Regions from separate parts of the Gossypium arboreum genome. Here region 1 is linked to region 2. The links are chromatin contacts, called in public Hi-C maps. All regions are on one chromosome and are shown on one strand. Each heading gives the region's core, a stretch centred on a gene start, on an enhancer-like site or on the middle of the called end of the contact. The rest is flanking DNA. Distances are from core to core; before and after follow the strand shown. Region 1 holds the start of LOC108452982 (probable acyl-activating enzyme 16, chloroplastic). Region 2 has its middle 45 kb from the start of LOC108451652.

Region 1 (4,764 bases), core at 904-3,403, 160 kb after region 2:
TAGTTGCGTCCAGTTTAACGCACTTTGCTGACTGAGTAGGAAAGCATGTCTTGCTGGATGCTTTTTTCCTTCTCTCTCTTCAAAATCGGCTTAATTCACTAATTTTCAAAAAAATCGATCTAATCTAATAATTTTTATAAAAGGAATAAATTATATTAGTATCCTAAAATGCATAGTTTTTAGGTATCAATAAAATAGTATCACGTCATTAAATTTTAAAGATAACAAAGTATTATTATATACTCATCTATATCTAATATTTTCTCCAACTTAATTTAACTTTAGTTTAAATTACTTAAAATAATTAATTTTTAAATTATAAACAAACATCTTCTCTTCTTTTACAAATTTTAATCATTTTGTTTTTTCATAAGTTAATATTTTTTATTTTTGTGCAACAAAATTAGTAATTTTGTGAAATTTTTTCATATCATTGACACATAATTTTGATAATTATTTTACCATGAATCTTGAGCCTTGAACCTTGGACTCGAACCTTGAAACTTAAACCTTGAACCTTGAACCCTAAACCCCGAGGTTCAAAGTTTGGATTTGAGATTTAAGGTTTAGGTTTAATGTTTAAAGGTTTGAGGTTACGAGTTTACGATTTAGGGTTTAAGGATTTAATATTACAGGTTACGAGTTTGAAGTTTAAGATTCGGGTTTAAAGTTCAACGGTTCAGGGTTATGAGTTTAAGTTCTATATTTTGGATTTAAGGTTTAAGATTCTAGATTCATAATTTTGATTTGGGGTTCGATAGAAAAAATTGTTAAAATGTTGTTAAATAATTGAAAAAGATCATGAATAATATGATGGAAAGTATGTATAAAATAATTTCATATTTTTAAAATTTGACGATTGACTAAATTTTATTGATACCTGAAACCCTTAATTTTTAGAATTATTCTAATTTAAATTATTTCGTTTATAAAAAATCAATATTTTCATAGTAATTCACCCGTTGTTTATTGGCTTTTTTACTTAAGCAATAAAAAAATAAAATTAATAACTGAAATGGCATGCCCATTAGATTATTTACTAAAATAGTATGGTTTTACTGGTGCCGCCTGTCAAATTAGCGGCACTGGACTGAAATGTAATGATCTAAAGTATTCAAGGACTTGATATGAAATTTACCATTTTAAGTGGCTACTAAAAAAAAAAAGTGAAAGGGCGGTGCCTAATAGTGTGGCGGCACCAAACCTTAAATGTGGTTAATTGTCTTGTAAGCCCTCCTTATTTATTATTTTCTTTTTATTCCCTTTTAACTCACTACATTGTGTTTAAACAAGCCCTTTACCTATTTTTGTAGTTAAATAAACCCTTAACTTATGATTTTAATATTAAAGTAAATATATCAAAGTAAAGCTATTTTTAAAAATAAACTAATTAGCATTTTATTTTGATGTGAATTTGATGAGAATAGTTTATTAAATAAAAGATAAAATTTAAAAATTTTTGAGAGCACTTATATACATGATATTTTTAACTACTCTTTTAAAATTTTGATTACTTTTTAGATTTTATATTGATGTTAAAGTGTATAAAATTTTTATTGCATAAACAAAAAATTAAGATAAGAGCTTGAAATTTAAAATATATTTACTTTAATATTAAAATAAAGGGCTTTTATGAGTAAAAATCATAGGTTAAGAGCTTATTTAACTACAAAAACATTGAGGTTTAGAGTTTAGGTTCGAGATTTAAGATTCAAGATTCGAGTTTAGAGTTTAAGATTTAAGTCTAATGTTTAAAGGTTTGGGGTTATGAATTTATAGTTTAGGTTCAAGGGTTTGGGGTTAGAGTTTGAGATTCTATGTTTTCATGTTAGAGTTCGAGATTCTAGATTTAAGGATTTTAGTTTGGAGTTCAAATAGAAAAAATTATATAAATATTATTAAATAATTAAAAAATTATGAATAATGTGTATAAAATAATTTCTCTATAAATAAATATATAATAATAATTTTATATTTTTAAAATTCGATGATTGGCTAAATTTTATTGAACCTTAATTTTGTATCCCTTTATGAAGAATCGATAATTTTAAAGTAATTCACCAGCTGTTTATAACTTTAAAATTATTTTTAAACTTAAAAACACTCTAAAAAAAAGCACTGCTTAAATAATCAAATACTAATAATAATGTCCGGCAAGCAAGCTGGGTTTGAAAGATAAAAATAATGTGAAATACTTGATATTATAACTGCAAATGTCAGTGTCAGTAGTATAAGTAAGTGGGCCGTTTTGTCGTGTATATAATTTTTAATTTGTTTGCATCGTCTCAATTCCCTATCATTCCCATATATCACGTTAATGTTTCTTCTTCAAGATACTTCGTGATCCCCTGCACTTGCTCCTCTCACCTACCACCGCCACATCACTTCACTTCCTTTGCTTTCGCTTTTTTCAAAAATGTTGGGGGCTCCGATCAAAATATCTTCTTCGCCTTCTTGCTGTTCTTCTTCTGAAAATAGAAAGGCGATCATGTTGTCGCCGGTTTGTTTAGATAAATCGAGGTCTTTTCAGTTTCTTTTCTCGGGTTCTAAATTGCGGTGCTCCAAAACTTTGGATACCAAGCAGCTCTCCAGCGCCAAGTTCAAGGTCTCCCGAGGATCGAAATTTCGAGTTTTCTGTGACTCCAAGGTGAGTTTCTTTGGAATTCTGTACTTTATTTTTATGGGATCATCGGGGATCTGTGATGGGTTGGGTTTTTGGATGTGTTCAACTGTTCATTCAATGTTCTTCTCCTGCAAGTTGGCTTTATTTTATTTTTGGTATTATATATATTTTAGTCAAATAGTTTTGGAATTGACGATATTGTTTGTCTGGTAATGAGTAATAGTAGTTCGTAGTAGAGTTAATTGGTTGGACGGTAGGGCTCAGAAAAAGACCGATAAAGCATTACAACTATACCATTCGGCTCGGTTTTGGTCTAAATTTATTAGTTTTGGTCTGTTAAGTTTTTAATTTTTGGCTTATTAGGAAGATAGACCATCAAACTTTAAAAAAAAAAAAATCAATTATACTTTTCTAATTTTTTACACCCACAATTTTAATCAATGAGATCTTTGATGAAGGTTGACCGTTAGAAACAAACAGCAACGTCAACATGATAGTTAAAAAATTCCACACCAGCAAAAATAAAGAAAATTCTATTTTAAAAATAAGTTAGTCACTGAACTTGGATATGGATAAATAGTTGTCTTTTATTTGAATTTGTTAGTGATAAACCCGACTAAGTAATGAATAAAGTGAAGAAAATAATAATAAAAAAGATCAATATGGAAATTTACTTGGAAAAATTCCTCAATTAAGGATAAAAAATTACGGGTAAAAAAATATTCCACTACAATAAATAATGACTACAAGAGACAGAATCAAAGGAAAATCTGAAACCCACAAGAACAAACCTTTCAAAAACAAAATTCTCTCAATCTCAATATTTTGTTGTATGTCTAACCTAGAGTAATTGTGACCTATTTATAACTTAGAATTCATAGTATAATATGACTAGAATGTCTCTAGATTAATCAGAGTTTAAATGGGAAACTGAAACAAAGTTTAACTAAAAATAATAAAGTCGAAAGCTTGGACTGGACGTCGCGTCGTTGTGACTCTGCTTCTCTGCTCGTCGGGACGTTAAGACAATTGCATCGTTGGGATGAGTCTTTGTTCCTCGTCGGGACAAGATTCACTATTTGGGCGAATAGAGGCATTCTCCCACAAAATTTGAACAATCATTTATACATATTCATTCTAGAATTATAAAGAACATAAAAATTATAAAAAATTATTAAAATTATTAAAATTTATAAAATTATTAAAAATTAATTAATGACCATAAAATTTATAAAAATATTTGATTAGAAATCATAAAAAATTATAAAAATCTTAGACATTAATCTAAAACCATAAATTTTATAAAAAATAATTTTTATATAAAAAATGCTTCCTCATATTTGATTAAATAATTAGACTAATATAACTTGCACAAATTAAAAAAAAATGAGAGGAAAAATATAACAAAAAGTTGTTGATACTGATTTTATGATATAAGTTGTTGATGTTTGTTTATAAATTATTTTTTATAAATTTTATAAATTTTAATTAATTTCTAATAATATTTATAATTAATTTCATGACTTTTTCTTATTTTTTAATTTTTTATTATTCTAAATGTATCTGGGCAAGGCAGCTATGCATGTGGATTCCTTGTGCACTTATTTTTAAAATAATTTAAAAATATTTTCTAATATTTTTGAAACTTTTTATTTTTATTGATGTGTCACTGCCATGTCAGCCATCAACATTGATGTTGCATCTATGGATAGTCACGTTAGTGTTACCGTTAGTTTTTAACTGTCAACTTTTGTTAAAAGGTCTTATTGGTCAAAATTGTGAGTTCTTGAGCTTTAGTTGGTGCACAAAGTTAGAGAGATTTAATTGATTTTTTTGAAAAAATTTGAAGGCTTATTTCCTTAACTTTTAAGTTAAAAGATTTGTAATTATCTAATTTTATTTTTAGGTTTAAAATAAGCCTTAAATTTTAAGCGAAAAGATTTGCCATTATCTAATTTTATTTTTAGGCTTAATATGCACTTTTGTCATTAAAGTATAATGTTTTTCCATTTTAGTTCTTAAAATTTTTTTGCCTACTATCAAATGTTTTCAGTTTACTCTTTTAGATGTTAAAAACTAACGAATGAGGTATCCAACCAATCATATGTTGTCTCGTGTCATATAATGTCGTCACAGCGATG
Region 2 (5,240 bases), core at 1,262-3,761:
ATTATCTTAAAAGATATGATTTTATAATCTTAGAGATCTTAGATATGATATGTAATCTTATAAGATATTATTTTATAAGATTACATATCTTAGATAAGATATGTAATCTTAGAAGATATGATTTTATATTCTTAGAGATTTGATTGTAGATACCCTTTAATTATAGCCGTTGATGTACTTGATTTTGCACCGTTGGATTTGGAGAGGCTCAACTATAAATAGAGGCCTCTTCCCTCATTGTAAAGCACTGGAGTTTTGGAGCAAGAAGAATTCTTGAGAGCATTCACTCAAACTTTTCTCTCTCTTGTGTTCTTATTTTCCCTGGCTTGTTCTTGTCTCATTCTTCTTTCATCTTGTTGGCTTTGAGTTGTTTTCGCTTGAGTTGTGTTTTGGGAAGAATTCTGTTGAATCCTTCTTTTGTGGAAGTTAGGCTGACTTAGGCGTTTTTAGGGTAAGAAACTGCCTAAGGCCGCACGGATTATGAGGCAAGAATCCTACGTCCGTGACACTAGGTGGTGGGTTCTGGTGTTTCTTTTTGTTGCTAATATTTTTCTTAGGGTGTGCTGTTTCTTTATGACTTTACGTGATAGTCTTTGTTTTGTTGCATGTCTTTGAAAGTTTCTTCATGTATGTTTCTCGAAGTATGTTGTTTTTTCTTTACTAAAACTTTTATGGAACTTTTCGTTTTTTATCTTTTCCTTGTCATTATCTTTATTTTGCTTTTCGTTCATTTTCGTTGTTTTTGGCTTATTACTGGGCTTGGTTTTTAGGTTTCTTTTGCGCTCTTTTAGCTAGAATTTTAGGCTTTTTTCTTTCTTTGTCTTTTTTTCTAGATTAGTGGTTTCCTTTTTCTGTGTCCTGGTTTTTGTTTTTTGGTGGCTTTTCTGTAGGTTTGGAGTCCTTGGTGGTGGTGGGTTTCTTCTAGTGGTGTTTGGGTTTCAATCTTGTCTCTTCTGGTGGAATCGGGAGATTCAGGTGGTTCTTAGATGGTCTCTGGTAGTAAACATGGAAGAAGATATAAGCTCGATGTTGGCAAAACTAAAATTCTCGGAAGAAGAGGGAATGAGGGTTGTTAATACAAAGGAGGATTTGGGCAACTCCAACGGTTGTATAAACTGGGCTATTGAAAAGCTGATGACAGAAGAAAAGATTAATAGAGAGGCTATGTATCGTGTCTTTAAGTCTCTATGGTTCACAAAAGAGGAAGTTAACTTTGTATCCCTTAAAGAAGGAGCTATTCTGGTGAAATTCAATAATGAAGAAGACAGGAAGAGAATACTAAATCTTTTACCTCGATTGTTTGACCAATGTTTATTTAGTATGGTCCCCTTTGTCAAAAACAAAAAGATGGAGGAATATGATTTTTACCTGTCACCTTTCAGGGTCCGTATTTCGAATATACCTTTGGAGTTAATGGATAGGAAAGTGGCTATGGAAGTAGGCAACGCGATAAGGGAAGTGTTGGCTATAGATTGGAGAGATAGGAATGGCGGTTGGGCAGAATATATGCGTATTAGAATTATTATTAATATTCATAAGCCATTGAGAAGGGCTGTTCATTATGTAGATAAAGAAGGGATGGAAATAGTCTGTACTATTCGATATGAGCGATTGCGTAAACTCTGTTACATATGTGGACTGACCGGTCATACGACTCAAAAATGTGTGGAGGTGGAGGCAAACAGCGAGATCCGCAGATCTAAATTTTAGTACGGGAACTGGCTCAGAGTTTCCCTAGGAGTTACAAAGCAAAATAGGGGGCTATTGAGGAATGGAATAGAATTAGTTAAAGATTATACAGAGTTTGAAAAAGAGTTATCTGGGAGGTCATCAAGTGGGAGAGGGACAAATGTGCCGAATGGTCAAATGGAAATGGAACGTGTCAAAAATTCGGAAGATGAGTCAGAATCAAGCACATATTGTGAAAAATGGATCATGAAAATACGTTGAGAGGGGTCGGGGAAAATGAAAATAAGAAGAAAGAGAGTTAGAGAAAGTAATGGAGATTTAACCGAAAAAAGTCCAGGTAGAATGGTTCGGAGGAAATTACAGGATAGCTTGACACCAACAAAGGCGGCGGCTGTTGAACAGCTCCGCCAGGATCAATGAAGTTTTTAAGTGGAATTGTCGTGGGTTGGGGTCTTCTGCGACAATTTGGGAACTAAAGCAACTTATTGTTGCCAACAACCCCGATATTATTTTCCTATGTGAGACTAAAATGAATGCTGCCGAATTTCAAAGGGTTAAAATCAGATGCAGGTTACAGAATAGACTTGTTGTTAACGCTGAAGGTCGCCGGGGGGGGGGGGTCTTGCGATGATGTGGAAGGATGAGATTGCTGTCACCATACAAAATTACTCCAAACATCATATTGACTCCCTGGTTAAAATGGATGGTAATAGCAACATTCGGGTTACGGGTTTTTATGGGCACCTCAATCCTAACGAAAGGAGCAGCTCTTGGGATATGCTTCGTAGGGTGGGAGCTACTGTTAGAGAGGAGTGGGTGGTTGGCGGGGACTTTAATGCAATGTTGAATGATGCTGAAAAGGAGGGAGGGCGTCGGATTGCGAGGGCGTATATTAATGATTTTAGTGATGTGCTGGACGATCTTGCCCTCATGATATGAAGCCAGACCGTGGTTGGTTCACTTGGGTTAATAATAGAGATGGTGATAATTTGATTAAAGAGAGACTTGATAGATTTCTCACGATGGTCCCTATGGTAGAAAAATATCCGTATATAGCGTCTAGTGTGGTGAGACAAACACAATCAGATCATGATGCTATTTTTTTAGATTTGAATGGTCGAAGACCTAAAGATAGTCCTATTGATAATAGGATTCGGTTCCGTTATGAGGATTGTTAGGCTATTGATAATGGAAGTAAAGACATCATCAAAAATGCCTGGAATACCAATGTGGGGGACTTCGGGTATAAGTTGAATAGGGTTCGTGAGCTCCTTGGTCTTTGGCAGTGTGATAAACACAGTAGAATGAAGAGAGAGATCAGCAGACTTGAGGAGACTATTAACAAAATCATTGATACGACAAATAGGAGTGATAGTGTCAAGAGGTTGAAGAAAACGCGCCGCAAGTTGGATTATCTTTATGCTCGGGAGGAGAAATATTGGGAGCAAAGATCTAGGTCCTGTTGGCTTAAGGTAGGTGACAGAAATACCAAATATTTTCATGCAAGAGCCACTAGCAGAATGAAAAAGAATAGTATTGATAAGCTTAAAGATACTCATGAAAATTGGGTTACGGATAGCAAGGAGATCTGTAATATTACTAAAAACTATTTCTGGAATCTTTTCCGGTCTAATGGCAATGATAGTAACCAGTATGTGGTTGGTTACATTAGGGAATGCATTACTAGGGAACATCAGGACTGGCGTGATTGAGAGTATACAGAAACTAAAGTTCTTCAAGCCATCAAACAAATGGATCCTAGTAAAGCCCCTGGTGTTGACGGTCTCTCTGGAAGTTTTTACAAACAGCACTGGGATATAGTTGGTATAGATACTTTAAGGTTTTTCTTGGATGCTCTTAATGGGCAGGAGAACATCTCTTTAGTTAACGATACTATGATTATTTTAATTCCTAAGGTTAAAGATCCTTGCGATATGACAAATTTTCGTCCTATAAGCTTGTGTAGGTTTGTCTACAAGATCGTTGCTAAAGTGTTGGCTAACCGACTGAAAGTCATCCTTCCCGATTGTATAAGTCATAACCAGAGCGCTTTTCGTCCCTGGGAGAATGATACACAACAATATTTTAATTGCGCATGAGCTCCTCCACTATCTTCAAAGCTCTAGAAACGGGCCTAATAAAGGTTGTGTCATCAAGCTTGACATGAGTAAAGGTTGTGTCATCAAACTTGACATGAGTAAAGCATACGACCATGTGGAATGGAATTTTATCGAGGCAATTATGTGGAAAATGGGCTTCGAAAAACAGTAGATTGAAAAGATTATGGAGTGTGTTCGGTCTGTTAAGTATGTGATTAAAAGTAATAACCTGCTTTCGGAGACTATTATTCCTGAGAGGGGCCTCCGTCAAGGGGACCCTCTTTCTTCGTTTCTTGTTTTGCATGGAAGCACTCTCTAGGATGCTTTTACAAGCTCAAAATAACAATATCCTTAGAGGTGTCCGTGCAAGCAGAAATGGTCCTAGAATTAATCATTTGTTTTATGCTGATGATACACTTCTTTTTGTGCGTAATAAGAAGAATGATGTTGATTGTGTTATTAATATTCTTAGAAATTTTGCGTCTGCCTCAGGTCAAAAAATAAATTACGACAAATCAATGGTTTTGTTCAGCCCTAATACTCAGAGGGACCAAAGAAGATATTTTGGTGATCTTCTTGGCATGAAGATTGTGGAGAAGCTTGATAAATATTTAGGTTTACCTATCCCTATTGGGAAAAAGAAAAAAGAAGCTTTTGTTGAGGTTACTAATAGATTTTCTTGCAGGATCAATAGTTGGACTAAAAGGTTACTATCTTATTGAGGTAAAGAGGTGTTTATAAAGACGGTTTTGCAATCTATCCCTACATATGCAATGTCTATTCTTTTGGCCCCTAAGGGAGTGATCGAGGAGTTACAGACGAAGATTAGCAGGGTTTGGTGGGCCGAAAAAGATAGAGGGAAATACTGGTCGATGCTCTCGTGGAAGAAGCTGTGTCACCCCAAGGGAATGGGGGGAATTGACTTTCGAGATATGAGGCTGTTTAACTATGCACTTTTGGGTCGTCAAGTTTGGAGGCTTATCAACAATAAAGACTCCCTATGTTTTAAAGTCTTGTCCTCCAAGTATTTCCCAGATGGTAATATTTTTAATGCTAAACGCATGGTACAAGTTCCTTTCACGTGGTCAAGTATAGCTGCTGCAGTGGACAAGTTGAAGAAAGGTTTCGGTTGGCAAGTTGGTAATGGAGATCACATTAATATTAGGGTTGATAATTGGGGTTAAAGGTTTAGACGGAAATACCCTCAATCTGAATATCAATAACCATGATATCAACAGTGTTAGAGACCTTTGGTTGAGGAATGATAGAAAATGGGATATTGATAAAGTCAGCCTGTTGTATGGAAAAGACTGGGGTGATAGAATTTGTAATTTGCCCATTGGGAATGAGGACCAGTGCGATAGAATTGTGTGGTTCCATAACCCTCATGGTTGTTTCACATCAAAATCAGCTTATTCCTGGCTCCTTCTACAAGAGGTAGGTTTCGGCCCG

What was found. Hi-C and Micro-C count contacts between places; a contact is called where the count stands out from the background.
Region 1: a Hi-C map of leaf shows a contact between it and region 2, with 1.9 times the contacts expected there. The contact joins the promoter of LOC108452982 here to the enhancer-like site in region 2. A contact is called at or near these places in 2 of 5 Hi-C or Micro-C datasets (both in leaf).

Annotation. Positions count from the first base shown.
Region 1 is chr5:75,134,011-75,138,774 of ASM2569848v2, forward strand. LOC108452982 (probable acyl-activating enzyme 16, chloroplastic) reads left to right here and starts at 2,154. Exons shown (of 18, transcript XM_053028020.1): 1 at 2,154-2,647. The coding sequence starts at 2,417.
Region 2 is chr5:74,977,545-74,982,784 of ASM2569848v2, forward strand. No RefSeq gene overlaps it. Among protein-coding and RNA genes, the nearest start is that of LOC108451652, 45 kb to the left of the region's middle. Within about 2 kb of position 2,512, at least 2 of the 2 cell types and tissues checked have an H3K27ac peak or open chromatin away from gene starts, as enhancers often do. A contact at or near this core is called in leaf, where this site is marked.